2 separate regions of the Mus musculus genome follow, and region 2 is linked to region 1. A link is a contact called in public Hi-C data. All regions are on one chromosome and are shown on one strand. The core of a region is the stretch at or near the end of the contact, and the rest is flanking DNA. Distances in the headings are between cores, read along the strand shown.

Region 1 (7,448 bases), core at 3,478-5,977:
AAAAATCTTTTCATTATTTATTCGGGGTGTTTGCCCAATGACTTTGACAAAATATATTTCTGAATACAATAGTATCCAAGCTTCTCTTGTAATTCATGTTTCCGTTGTTATTTTTCTTAGCACATTTCAGTTTTCACTTTGTTTCTTGGCATTTTCCTAGTCAGTTCGTCCCTATCATCATCTCTGACAGCCCAGCACACCATGTACTTTATTAAAAACTGGCAAATGACATGGGCTGGGAATTCCTCTCCTTGTCAACTTACTTACATGCAAAGCCCTTAAGTTAAACCCTTCAAGTTAAACATACATTGAAGCCCAAGAACTGCAACAAACTTTCCTTATCAGGCAGTTAGACTGCTAGCTGACCTGGAGGTTTTTTTTTTTGTTTTGCTTTTGTATTTCATTGACCAATTGTTAAATGAATGACTGGTCTCAAGTGTTTCCCCTGAGATGGGTTTCCTGGTGTCATTGACAGGCCATCATCTCTCTCCACTACTCCCAGTTTCCCATATCTCCTGTCTCATCCAGAGGCAGCCTCTTTCTGTCTCTCAATAGAAAACAAATAGGTAACTATGGGGTAATAATAATAAAGTAAAATATAATAAAATAAAAAGTAACATATTAGGGTAGGGCAAAATGAACAAGTAGAAGGAAAATAGCCCAAGAGAAGGCAAAAGAAACAGAGACCAATTCATTCTTATATTCAGGAATCTCATAAAAACACTAAACTTGAAGCTATAATGTATACACAAAGGACCTTGGAGTAAAATAGAGAAGAAAAAGAAAACACAAATAAAATAAAATAATAAATAGACAAAATCTTAACAACTTGGAGAGGGTGGTGGGTGGGGGGGATGAGCAGACCCCAGACATGACATTATGAGAAGACATATCTCCAAAGATGTAGTTGAGTTTATTTTCTGCTGTCTAATGTTGGGCATGCAGCCCCACTTAAGAATGGTTTGTTTCCCTTGACAAAAACTTAATTTTCAATTAGAAGTGGTTTTTAATTGGACATAGCTTCTGCATTAGGGATGGGCATATGCCCACTTCCCCTTTAAGATCTAGGACCCTCTTTGGTGTAGACCTGTGCAGACCCTCTGTATACTGCCTCAGTCTCTGAGAGTTCCTATGTATCCTGATCATGTTTATTTAGAAGGCCTTGTTTTCTTGGCATTCTCCACCCCCTCTGGCCTGTATACTCTTCTTCTCCCCTGTGGTATGCCTTGGGACCTTAGGGAACACATTTGATGGATCATCCCACTTAGGACTGATACTCCTTTCTTAAGATTATTCATTCAGCTCCCTGATTTCTATATAAAATTCTATTATTAACACTGCAAAGCTCACCACCTTCATTTGCTATACTTTAAGATATGATATTTTAACACTACAGATTTGAGGAGAAAGACCATTGACAACAAATCATGGTCAAATTAATTAAAACACTCATTTATTCATTTGCATGGCATGGAGTGCCTCTCCCTAAGGCAGGGTTCAACAGATCAGCATTGGACATAGGGAAGATAAAAGGTTTTATAGCTCAGGAGTAGGGGGTTACTAAATGGGGCATTTGGCCAGCAAAAAAGATGGGGTTACAGAAGAAACCATAAGCATAACAAGTTGGTCATAACAACCTCTGGAAACAGACATGTTTGAAAGGTGACAGACCATTTATAGTTAAGGTCACAGGTAAGGCATAGCAAAATTCCTGAGAGATAGAGATTTAATCATAAATGGGAATAAATCTAGTTTATCTTTATTATAAGATGGTTTTCAAGCCCAAGATGGAGGGATGCAGGTTGGTTTGTCCCATCTCTTAGTAAATCATGACCTCTTACTATTCGTAGTTTCATAGATTTGCCCTGATGATAGGCATGTTCTAAACTCTTGCTCTAATTTCATCTCAAGACACTTGAATATCTTCTAAGATACACTTCCTGCTTCTCCAACAAGGGGTTAGAATTTAAGCTTTGGATCTTAGATTTAAGACTGCTACCATATTTATTTGTGTTTATTTTTATTTGACATCCCAGGAATAATGTTCTTATAAGAGAATGGGACTTTCCAGAGTATGCATTAATTTCACAGTGATTAGTCATATATCCCTCCCTCTCCACCCTCCACCATCCCTCTTGCCCCCATCACCACCCCCATCCTCAGTAGCATCTACTCATCAGAGGCTTGGACGAAACTATTTCAAAGGAAATGTCTCTTTGGAATGTTGTTGTCCAGAAATTAAGCAAGGAGCTGAACTGAGAATTCACTTCCTTATAAAATTCAAGAAAGTTTCAGAAAGTCTAGCTTAAAAGAAAAAGATTCTAGTTTTTTGTTTGTTTGTTTGTTTGTTTGTCGTTGTTGTTCTTTTGTTGTTGTTGTTGCAATTTTTAAGAATCTTTCACTCCAGTGAAAGATTTGCTTTGGCCATGGTATGTGGGAAGCCCTCCTAGGCCATTGGCATCTTTGAGTTTAGGAAGTCATCACTGATTTCTCTTTTACTCTCCAGTCAACTGTAGGGAGGATATAGAGGTTTCCTCAAATAGGTGTGTTTTTCAGTCTGTTTAGTAAATTCTAGAATACGTTTACTGAATCATAGGGATATCATGTCACATTCCTAATTTTAATCTTCTTAGCTTGTACTTGGTAGTTATGTTATAGACTGAGTAGGTTAATTAATATTATAATTATTTTTAATTAACTCTTTTATGAAAAATCCATTTAACATCTTTCTATGAGATTACTGAATCCTCTTCCTCATTTTAGTAAGTGTGACTCAGTCTTGTCAAGCTAATGCAGCTACAAATTCCAAACCCTTCTCCCTTCCCCACCAACCTATTATTAGAGTTGTGACACAGAAAGAGCCACATTGATGTGGGTTTGCCTTTAAATTACTGTTTTCTTTTTTGAGACTGGGTTTTGCTATGAATCCCTGGCTGTCTTGGAACTCACTTTGTAGACCAGGCTAACCTCAAACTCAGAGAGATCTGCTTACCTTTGCCTCCTGAGTGCTGGGATTAAAGGTGTGCACCACCACTGCCAGGCTGGGTCTGCTTTCAAATTCAGAGGTACTTTGTCCTTTTTCATAAAATATACAGATCAGTCTGTCAAGCAATTCAGTTTGAGAGATAGTTTTGGAAAGAAGAAAAATAATGCAATAATAGCCCATAACCTAGAAAAGACATTTTAAAGGGACAGACAAAATTAGTAGTAAGTCACAACTGATAAACCATTACTCTTTTTTCTGCAGTGAGGTACCATTACCATTCTTTCCAGAGACGAAAGACATTTCTTGGGCAATGAAAGAGAACTGGAGGTGCTAACAATTCAGAGACGTGGGCTGCACTTGTTTGTATCTTTCTAACCTCAACGAAGGGGTGGCCCTGATTTGGCAGGAAATGACTCAAAAGAGAACCCTCACATATATATTTTTCCAAACTTAAGTTTTTCAAAGTATCAAGTAGAAAGAACTTTAAATGTTTTCACACAAAGAGATGATAAATGTTTGAGGTGACCAGTTACTCTAATGGTATCATTTCAGCACATTGGTATTGAAATATCATACTATATTGTACAACATGTATTTTGTGTGTCAGTTAGATTTAACAACATTTTAAAAATTATCTCCCACAACAGAACCTTGAAGTCTTTAAGAACCTGGGAAGTCTTAGACGGCTTTCTTTGAGATACTTGTAGATGCTTCATCTGTGATGTGGTTTTACTTCCAAGCCAAGAGCCACATTTTTTGTTCACTTTGTGAACAAGTCACACTGCATGTCAGTATTAATTTAATTATGTTAAACTTTGCGGGCTTCGTTATATTAGCCCCAAAGCCAAGAAAAACATATGCTCTTTCCTCAGCCTATTATTCATGAATAGAAGACTTTAGATTTCTTTCTGCTAAAGACCACTACGTTGTTAATGAAAAATTTTACTTCTGTTGTGGTTTAATTTGATTGGAATCAACAGCTGTTTCTTCTGAACTTACATTCAGGATGTTATGAGTCACTGTGTAGTCCTAGAACATAAAACTCTTGTCTATACCTTTTGCTCTTGTTGCTTAGATGTCTAATGATGGGTTTAAATTGCTGAAGTACAGTGTTTGCCACCACTGGAAAATCATCTTGTAATTGACAAGTTTACCCTGCAAGTGAAGAAAACTTAATGAATGCAGGAGGCCCCTTAGCACTGCTTCATGAAACTTTAGAATCATGTGCACATGTTTAAATTTAACTGCTAATTAGTTTAAGGCAATGCACAACCATGGAAAAAGCAAAGAAAATGAAGTTGAATGGTTTTTGGCACTTTCTCTGGCATTTGGTTCCTTAGCATTTCATGACTGACGACTTGTGCAAACAAGCTTGAGTGGAGGCGCCCACTGGCACAGTGCTTTGCGTGGATTAAGTGCATGTTGCTCCTAGAGGCTCTGCTTGGGGCCCCTGTCTCACAGTGGGAGTAACTTACATCCCTCTGGAAAGACTGTTGATAATTATTGCTTTGTCAGTTAGTGAGCTCACAGCATTTCACAAGATTAGTGCTGTACTCAAGAGTGGCCAGATTGTCTCCCCTGCACAGAACTCTGCCAGCTAGGAAAATAATGGGCACGTTGCCGCTTTAACAGCTATCCAGAGACCCCACGTTAATTTTCCTTCCCTTCAGTATACTGAGTTTGGTAGAATCCAACTGCAGGCTTCCAGTGGGTAGTGATGCCTGAACAAACGTCTCTTTCTCCTTTGAAACAAAGCTGCTCTTTTCTTCTTCGGTTGTGGGCTCAACTAATGATAACAGAAAAACCATAACCTCCTGTAAAATGTAAATAAATCAGGACCCAGACCAGAGAGCATGGATTAGGAGAGCCTGAGATCTACCTTGCAGGGACGGCATTTGCCTCACTCAAGGAGAACAGTTAAATGTGTCCCCTGCAGGCTACAAACTAATGACTATTGTGTACTAGAGCTACCCAGGAAGGAAAGATGTTTTGAGTTTTGTAATAAGAAGCTCCCATGGCCTTTGTTTTCTTCAGATAACGATTTGTTCTGTATTCTGGAACATACAGTTGACTCAAGTGATTACCTAGTGGCAAGCTAACTGCTATCAGTGTGTGTATGCATGTCCATGTGTGTGCTTGTGTGGATGTATGCTCCTGTGTGTGTGTGTGTGTGTGTGTGTGTGTGTGTGTGTGTGTGTGTTCTAGGTGGGTACACAGGCTCTTGATAAAGTATTTTTGTATATGCAACTTGCTTGTATTCTCTGGAGATAGTCTTCTTGGCCTTGGTGACATGGGCTATATTAGGGCTTTGTGGCTCTCAGAGTCCAATAGTGGTTTAATGGGTCCCAGGTGGAAAAAAAAAAAAGAGTTTACACAAGTCAGCTTGTAGTATAGGTGTGATATTTTCAGAATGTAACTTTGCAGATTCATACAGCATGCATTTGATTTTTGTGCACTGGGGCATAATTATTTATTGGTCCTACTCTAAAGATATTGAGTAGATCTACCAGACATGATTATACCGTGTCTGATGAACTGTCACTGTTGATGTAAATCATTAGATGCTATTCATAGAAACATGAAAAAACAAGCTTTTGTAGTGCTCGTCTTAGGTAGAAAAGTCAGATGAGAGCTGTAATAGTCAATAGCAGAATAGGATGGAACTAGAAAATATAGCCTATCTATTTGTAAAAAAATCACAAAACTAGGAGCACATGCCACAGTGGAGGTCATGCCACAGTGGAGGACATGCCACAGAGGAGGACATGCCACAGATGACACTTTAATTTTTATTCTGCAGGTGGAGTTAATAATTGTGATTCTATATCCTGTGCTGGCACTCAAAGTACTACCATATTGAGCAGTCTATGTCACCACCTGGTGGTCACATTATGCTTTGTATTTTTATATGAACAGCACTAGTGTCTGCAGGGGTGTTGTTTAGGTTCGTATAGCTTTGAAATGTATAATATTGTAAGCCCAATAGTTAAATGCAAAATGAGATGATTTGCAAGCACAGTAGGAAACTAACAGGTACCTTAAGCTTCATAAAATCCTGGCAGTTAAGGTTAAAATTAGCCCCGTTCTTTCTTGAACCTTCACTTTTACACACTGTAATAGAAGCCAACAGGTCACTTCCTTGACTTTTCTTCTTGGCAGGTGAACCAAGAAGATTTCTGTAGTTTAGTATACAAACTTTTCTTCTGTAAATTAAATTATCTGTGTTTGGAGCAAAAAGGAAGACGAAGAGCTGTGATTGAATTTTTTATGGAATATAAATAAAAATTAAAGTTGAAAATTTAATCAATTTCTCCCAAAATTATCCCTGAAAAGGTGTCAAGTTACTTTTATCAATAGGGTATGTATGATATTTAAATGTTTTTAGCACCATCAAAATAGTTCCAAAACATAGTATTCAATTAGCTACTCCAGGAAATCCAAAGTATTGTGAATTTTAAAGTATAAAACATGATGACATCTGAGCTGAAGAATTATAGCTAAATATCTGGTTGGATACAGAGACAATACAAAAGGGACCTGACAGTCACAGATTCAAGATTTACAATGCCAGTGATATGTGAGATACCCAGAAACACAATTGTTAGCTGTCCAGGAAGAGAGGCCAACATTTACAAAGTGTGCAATTGGTTTTCAAGGATGTCTGCATAATAGACATCTCAGACTTCCCACCTCACTGGGGAATATGTTTGACTGCTCTTCTGGCCATTGTGGTTCATCTCTAATAGATTTAAGCAGAATTAATCTGTTACACAAGTCTGTTCGAATAAAGACATCCTCACATCCATCAAATGCATGCCTACTCCCTGCAGAGTTCAGAATAGGAAGACAAAAGATGATATTTGATCTCCTTGTTTACCAAGTGGGTGCTGGGAACCAAACCTGGGTCAGCTCTAAGAGCAACAGGTAGTCTTAAGTACTGACCCATCTCTCTAGCCTCATATTGAACATTTAAAAATTCTATGAATTCCTTCACCTTGTGTCCTAAGAGTTCTGATATTCCGATTGAAATTCACCTATCTTAAAGATAATATATTAGACTACTTACTGCCACTTTAAAAATAAATGCTTTATTAACGCTTTGAGAATTTTATACAACATGTTTTGATCATATTCATGCCCACTCATTTCCTAAATTCACTTGAAATATTTTTATATATTTTCTGGTAAATTTACACATGGAGATAGTACTTGTAGATCATATTCCTGCTTCCCAACTCCTCCCAGACACTCTACCTTGTGCTTCTTCTTTTTTTTTTTTTTTTGAGACAGGGTTTCTCTGTGTAGCCCTGGCTGTCCTGGAACTCACTTTGTAGACCAGGCTGGCCTCAAACTCAGAAATCCGCCTGCCTCTGCCTCCCGAGTGCTGGGACTAAAGGCGTGCGCCACCACATCGAGCTCCTTGTGCTTCTTTTGACTTCTTTCAGAAATTCTAGTGTATACA
Region 2 (7,448 bases), core at 3,007-5,506, 970 kb before region 1:
CTGATCTTTTAGAAACAAGCTTGCTATGTGAAGGAAACTTCTACTTGTAAATGCAGAGTTTATTGAAGTTTTACAATGACAGTCTCGATAGCCTATAACCATCCACTAAGTTTATACGCACGCCTAGATTATTGAGGGCGGTGTAAACTGAGGGATTGAATGATCTGTGGTCTCTGCTCCTAGGTAATAACTACGGTGGTGCGGTAGGCATTGCAGTGAAGGCGGATGGCTGGACACGAGAAGGTGTTGCAGGGACCATGTCTGCAACCTGAAGCTCCTCAGATGATAGGATCTGTGCTTAATAAGAGATACTGATGTGGGCTGCCATGGTAATTCTGCTTTTGACAGTAGGTTCGTGGTTTTAAAGAGATTCCAGGGGTTAAAAATAGATGTTAGTCTCTCTCCATTTCATTCTTACAGATACAAGAATAAAATAAATTGCATCAGTGTACAAGGGGTGTAAACCAATACTCTTAACCTTTAAGCTTTGATGTCATCACCTGTTTGACAGAAGGCTGCAGATGTCTTTCAGCCCCGAATCCCCATGTCATGCTCTAAGGAACATGCAGAGATGGTAAGGATGCCAGATTTTTTTTTTTTTGGGTGGGGGGTTAGGTAATCTGAAATCTATAAGCAACACGAATTTTTTCTTTCTATCCATTAAGTTTCCCCATCATTATTTCTATTGGTTAAAAACCTCTGCTCCTCTCAAATTGAAACTTTCTGCTTCTAGAATGTTTGTTTCCCTTGGGCATTTTGGCTGGTTCTGTAATGGTTTCGTTGTCGTCTGCTCTCCAGGGTGTCTGTCTGCTATCGGGGCCAGCGTGGCCAGCTTTGGAACTCATTGTTTGTCCTGTGTTCACAGCACTAACATTTGCTGTTTCTTTCTTTCTTATTAAAACTCTTAATGTTTTGCATTATCTCCCCCAGGATCCAGACAGAGCTTCCTCATACTGGAATGTTCCAGCCCTGCTATGGTTTCCAACTTTCTCACAGATGATTGAGTCTCAGCTCGGCGTGAATGCCAAGGTTAAATCTGTTGTGCCTTTGGGGAAAACAATGAAAGCAAACCCCAAATACAGATTACAGTTTACCTTGGTATTCAAGTTTTGTTGGGCTGTAATACTACTGTACTTTGGTTCTATCTAAACCATGCTTCTTTTAAAAGTTGTTTCTTTTATCTCTGTGAGACTATAATTATGTCATTTCCCCTCTCCTCCCTCAAATCCACGCATTTCTTTCACTCCCTGTTCCCTTTCCAACTAATGACCGCTTTTTTCATTGTTCTTATATTCTTACGCGTGTCTGTGTCTGTCTGTCTATGCCTATGCCTATGTCTATGACTATGTTTATGTCTATGTATTTGTGTATCTGCTTTTTTCCAAGAGTTGTCCAGAAATGGTATTGGTGTAGCATTTTACAAACAGGAAATTCTCATTCTTATAAAACAGTCTGAAGTCACCACTCTGAGTGGAAAGGCAAAAGTGAACACTACCTGTCGGGGGCCTTCCTGGATTGTTACTATTTCAAGTGGCTATGGCTGTGCTACCCACCCCCAATAAAGTTATTTGCTAATCAACACCTTCTCACTGTCTTTTTCCACGCTGTCTTATCCTTGGTCAAGTGGCTTCCTCCTTATGCTCATAGGAGTTCAGAGAGAACACGGAGGAGGGAGAATATGCATTTCCCGAATTGGCTACTTTTATGATTGTTTCAAGACAGCAAGTTAAGACACAAACCACACTGAATTATCAAACCCCATTCAAAAGTGGACTGCAGCAAAGTCACATACTGGGGAAAGGGTTAGACTTTGGAGACAGTAAGTAAGTGAAAAATCACATAGAGACAAAAGAATTCTTGGAAAGTTTTAAGGATGATGCTTCACTGGAAATCAAAACAGAGCCAGTTTTTCTTGTGACTTTCAAGCAGATGAGCAGCAGATGAAGATATTGGCATGTATTTAGAAGCCGCGTTAGTTCCAAAATATGTATTTTTAAGTACTTTAATCGCACTTAAGGGAAAATCATATCTGCCTATTATAACTCTGGGGAAATTTCTCATGGGGTGGAAGGCAAGAAAGATTGTTCTTAGTTAAAGTCTCATCTGCAAACTCAATTCCTGAACTTTATGTCTAACTTTGTATAATTTAGATGCATAAAGAGTATATCTCCAAGGTTCTCGCTGGAAGAAATGTCAGTTTCTATCATTAAGAAGGAGCATGGAATTCTGCAATATATTCTATTGGATGACAGTTGCAGGACTCCTAGAAGATTTGTACAGAAGGGATGGGAGAACATGTTCTCTATCAGGAGACAGAGTTATTCTTGCGGAGGGAACTGAGGAAGGCAGGGAATACGGCACCTTAGGATAAAATCTCGAATCAACCATATTGAAGCTGAAGGTCTAAGTGAATCAACTTGTATTTGCCAATTCAGAAGGCAAAGTTAAGGTAAAGTCTTAAAATATAGAGAGCTCAAATGCACTATGGCTGTCCCCAAAGGGTTAGAAGACCTATCATAGTTGATTGCTCTGTAAATAGCAACCACAGCAAGAGAAGATCTGTGCCTGGGGAAATTCTCTTTGTTGAAATTTTAGTGTTACATGGCAAAGTCCATTGGCTGTGGGTTGTTGTATTAAGTCAGGGTGGCCATGATGCTTTCCATTGTCTTCAGCAGTATATCTTTTAATTCTTTGTTCTCTGGTCAGTAAGTTGAAGTCTAACCTGCCAAGAAAATAAACTTCTACTAGTTTCTGGGTAGAATGTGAAAAAAGTTGTTTATTTCATTTATTCAAAGGAATCTTTGCTCTAAGGTGGCCAGAGGAAATAAGAATTCCAGTGAATTTTGTCCTTTAGACACTGTTACCTAAAGGGCATACTTATCAAGGTGCCTTGCCCACCATACTGGGATCCAAGCTCTGCTTTAGGGCATTTATTTCTTTGATTAAGAAGATGTGACATCATGATAATCAAGAGTGCAGATGCTTTGACAAGTCAATGGTAGGGTTTTCATGTTGCCTCTGGCTTATACCTAGAAGAGTCAGTGAAGAAATCTGCATGGGAGAATCTTCTGTTAGAAAAACCACTCAGCAGGACTTCCCAGATTTAGGCCTACATTTTCCCCCATTTGGGTGAATGCCAAGAAAATCATTAACAACTCACTGTGTGTGTGAGTGTGAGTGTGTGTGTGTGTGTGTGTGTGTGTGTGTGTGTATGTGTGTGTGTTTTGATGAAGATTTATTTTAATTTTTAAATAAAGTAATAGCAAATGGGTAGTTTTCAGGGCTAAGTGTTAGGCTTTGACTAGTCTAAGATTTATTGTTGGGCTAGTATTCTATGAGTCAATCATGAGCCCTCCCTTTACATAAAATTAGAATTAACAGTGTTCTGAAATGCATTCATTAAAGTCCCTGGCTGGAGCTCTTCTGTGTTGACAACTTTGATTCTGTACTTTGGACTTTGATCAACAAAAAGAGCCATGTGCCCTTTAACAATCTCTATGACAACTAGTTTCTGATGGGCAGTCTGGCTCCAGAGCTGGGTTTTGTGAGCTCTTTATGGAAAGTGCAGATTAGCTAGCTGATGCCAAGTTGCAGAAGAAAGAGGAAACAATGACTGAGAACAGCCTATGGACCAAGTATTCTGTTAACTGTGAGGCTTTTTCTGTTTTTATTAATGCTCACAACAACCCGAAGAGCTCAGATAATTCAATTTTATTCAATAGATGGTTTCACCGAGGCTTAGCAAATCGTTTACCTAAGCTCACAGATCTAGAAGGTGAGAGACAATGCTTCATCACAGGTTGCTTATTGCTGGAAAGGCTCTTTCAAAAACAATGTGATGGTCTATTGACTTTCCGTGTTTATTGCATTTAAAGTCTTTTCTGCTGTGCTTTGTAAAAATGGAAAATAACTTCATAATATACATGTGATAAAAGTTTTTGAATTGCCATCTTAAAAAAAGCATGTAATGAAACCAACCATTAAAATTTATATAAACTTACTGTATAATAAAATAAAATATTGTTCCAATTTTAAATTAAATAGATCAAAATAAATACCTAGTGTAATTCCCGGAACTGTCAGCTATTCACTATCTGTTCAGTCAATTAGACATTATCAGCTGTTTGTGTGTTCAAGAGATTTATTGAATTAACTGACAGCCTTTCCGTGTTTTGCTTGTTGCTATGGTTACTGGTACTCTGCTTTGCTTTGAAAGCTGCTGTCAGAAAGAAAGGAGCATACACATCCAAACTGGTGACTTTTCCAGTGAAAAGGCTTACAGAAAGACTGGCTCATCGCTAATTACTTGTAATAAAGACTGGGGAGACAACTGGCCCATAACCAGCTCACAAGAACTCTCCCAGCATGGACGTTTAAGATTTCAAATACAGCCAATGCCAATAACAATCTTTCTGTACAACCTATTGTTTCCAAAATGTGAAGAGTGTCATATAGCTCAATTTCAAGAATGGAGTCTCTACCTTTTCTAAGAATGAGTGGGAATCATGCAGGGGAGGATCCAGAAGGGGCTTAAGTAACTCTGAGAGAATCACTACTTCTTGTGTTTTTATTTGTCCCTTAACAGTTTTTGGGTGGCTGTGGTTTTTCCTGATTTTTTGTGGTACAGTAAGATTTTTCTTGCTGCTGAGGTAGAAGAGTTATTACACTCCAGGAGGGGTCATTTTGGTTTAAAGCTGTGTGTGTTTCATGCTTTCTGACCACACAGGCTAGCCGTCACCCTCAATGTGGAAATCAAGTCTTCATTTGTGTAGTTTATGAACAGGGAGCATGAGAGAGAGGGAGGGAGGAAGGAAGAGAGAGAGAGAGAGAGAGAGAGAGAGAGAGAGAGAGAGAGTCCTCAACATGGACTGAAGTCCCAGCTTAAGCCACAATAGACTAGGCTTTCAGTAAGAACAGTTCCCGGTGTTCCCTGTCTAATACTACCCATCCTTCTCTGTCTGCCCCATTGTTTCTGGCCCATGGCCTTTCTTCCCTGTTTCTGGCTGCTTCTCCTGCATTGGTTTTCTCACTGCACTGGCTGGTTAGCATGTTAAGTATCGTGAGAATCTGCTGCTCCCTGTCCTGGCATAGCTTTTTGAAGGAAACATTTCCTTCCCTTGTGCATGCCAAGGAGTTACTTCCGTAGGGAGAAAGCCCGAGTGCTGATTGGAAACATGCTAGGTTGCTGGTTTAGATTTGGCTTGTTTGCAACTGACAGAGGTTGGGAGAGATAGGAGACAGGGCTTCTCTTGATTCTGAGGTAGTTCTCACATCTGCTTTGTATTAGGAATACTGTGGAGTAAAGACTTTAAAATTAACTTAGTTGTGGAATAATAAGCAGGCTTCTAAATATGGGGGATTTAGACGATTACCCTCAAAAATGAAAGGACAGCTTTTCATCCTCTGAGTACCTTACTTTTTCCAAGATGGTTTAGCACTAAATAGAAACTGGGGATTCATCCTGTCCTCTCTTACTCCCTCTTCCTCAGCGGGTGGCATGCATGCTTTAAGGGCACATGCAACCATCCAGAGTTCCCACCACTTCTCTGTTCTCTAACTGACAACAACCATGTTGTCCTTCACTGGTGTAAAGCAGGCTTTCTGACCTTATTTGTTCTGGAGCTGTCAGCTGTCACCTTGTAAGTAGACATTGTGACCTAGGAGTACAAAAAGTAAAAATACGTACATTTTTAAATCTCCTGCAGGTTATATGAAGAAGAAAGGAATAATAATGTGGAGAATGAATTTAAGTGGTTACAGGAATGACAGGGTAAAGCAAAGAATGGGGATAAGGAGGGAATCACTAACTATAAGGATGTCTGAAAAGACCATATGGAAATCTACCAACCTATAAGATAGTTTATTATACATTTGCATATGTACATAGTCATATAGGAGAGTTTAACTGCAGTTACCCTACATGGGATTATGCTCATCCCAGTAGTCATAGGTTGTCAAATAAAAGCCCAGAGGCAAGTGTAGGATACTTCTCCTCAAACTTTGGTCAGAAATGTCCTGGAGATACCCAAAACAATATGGGGTGTTGCTATTGCTCTTGATGGCAACCATATACTGAGGCTAAGACCCTATTGCTGAAGATGCCATATACGTTGGTCACAGAACACAAAGAAATCAAGTTGATATTCACCAATTGGTACCAATTTACTGACTCCCTCCAGGCAATCTCTCATTGTACTGGTATGCTATTCAGGCTGCTGTGGACAGAAGCCATCAACATTTTTACCCAGATATGAACTCTGTGAACAGCAGTAATGACCAGTATGGCAAGACATACTTATGGGTGGAATAATGGTGTGCATGTTATGGAAGAAACCACCATCTTCCAGGTTGGATTTGAGATTTACACCATGGGAGGAAACATACCTGATAGTGCAAATCTGGCTAACAACCCATAGTTAGAGTTCTCTCAGGTTCCATTGATGAGCCTCTTAGTTTTATTTTGCTAAATGGATACAGTATCAAACTACTCAGTGAATTCTTGGACTTCAACAGAGAAGTTTGTGTGTGTGTGTGTGTGTGTAGTAGATAGATATAGAAACTCACAAGTGACCCAAGTGCTGAGAAAGAGTGACAGGATTGCTCTGCCACAAATGGGATATCTATGCGCCATTCTCTCCACAGGCTTAGGGACCATTGTGGAAGAGGGATGGAAAGACTGTAAGAGCTGGAGGTCAGGGAGAACAAGATTAAAGCAGTGTCTTATGGACACTACAGGCCTGCTGTACATGAACTAATAACAGCGAAGTCACTCATACAAGATGAAGCTGGTCAATGTTCACCCATGAAGAGGGGTGGGCCTTATGAGTTTTCACCCCTAATTGAATAGCTGTGAACAGTTAGTGGCTTTATGGGGAGAGTCAGTTTTTTTAAAGGATGTGGTCCTTTTTAGGTTGCTCATGTTCTGTTGCATGGTCTCAAACTCAGAAATATATTGATAGCAAAAACTGAAGTTTATAGGCTTTAATCAAATGAACCAAGAAGAAAGACACAAAGTTCAGGACAGATCTGGGAACATTTTAGATAAATATGAAAAATTTCAAAGAATACACACACACACACACATACACACACACACACACACATACACACACATATATATACACACACACACATATATATACACACACACATATATATACACACACACACATACACACACACATATATATACACACACACATACACACACACACACACACACACACACACACACACACATATATATATATATGTATATATATATATATATACATACATACACACATATACTTTACTACTGCTTTTTCCTATCCTTTTTACTTTTGAAAGTCATATTCATAATCTGAAGACACTTAGCCCCTTCTAAGTGCTATTTTGTACACAATATTATTTGTTTAGTCATTTTTCCTCTCCACATTGAGTGTTGAACAGAATTTTTTCTTTTCTTT

Evidence for each region. A called contact is a pair of places that touch in the nucleus more often than the background predicts.
Region 2: a Hi-C map of cortical neurons shows a contact between it and region 1, with 2.4 times the contacts expected there. The contact joins two enhancer-like sites. A contact is called at or near these places in 2 of 484 Hi-C or Micro-C datasets (bone marrow-derived macrophages and cortical neurons) and 1 of 115 datasets of contacts at active chromatin or transcription factors (astrocytes).

Annotation. Positions count from the first base shown.
Region 1 is chr13:89,666,625-89,674,072 of GRCm38.p6, reverse strand. All of the region lies in intron 12 of Vcan (versican), which reads left to right. Among named protein-coding and RNA genes, the nearest start is that of Gm4117, 63 kb to the left of the region's middle. Within about 2 kb of position 4,727, at least 31 of the 459 cell types and tissues checked have an H3K27ac peak or open chromatin away from gene starts, as enhancers often do. A contact at or near this core is called in cortical neurons, where this site is marked.
Region 2 is chr13:90,640,094-90,647,541 of GRCm38.p6, reverse strand. No RefSeq gene overlaps it. Among named protein-coding and RNA genes, the nearest start is that of Gm35111, 95 kb to the right of the region's middle. Within about 2 kb of position 4,256, at least 60 of the 459 cell types and tissues checked have an H3K27ac peak or open chromatin away from gene starts, as enhancers often do. A contact at or near this core is called in cortical neurons, where this site is marked.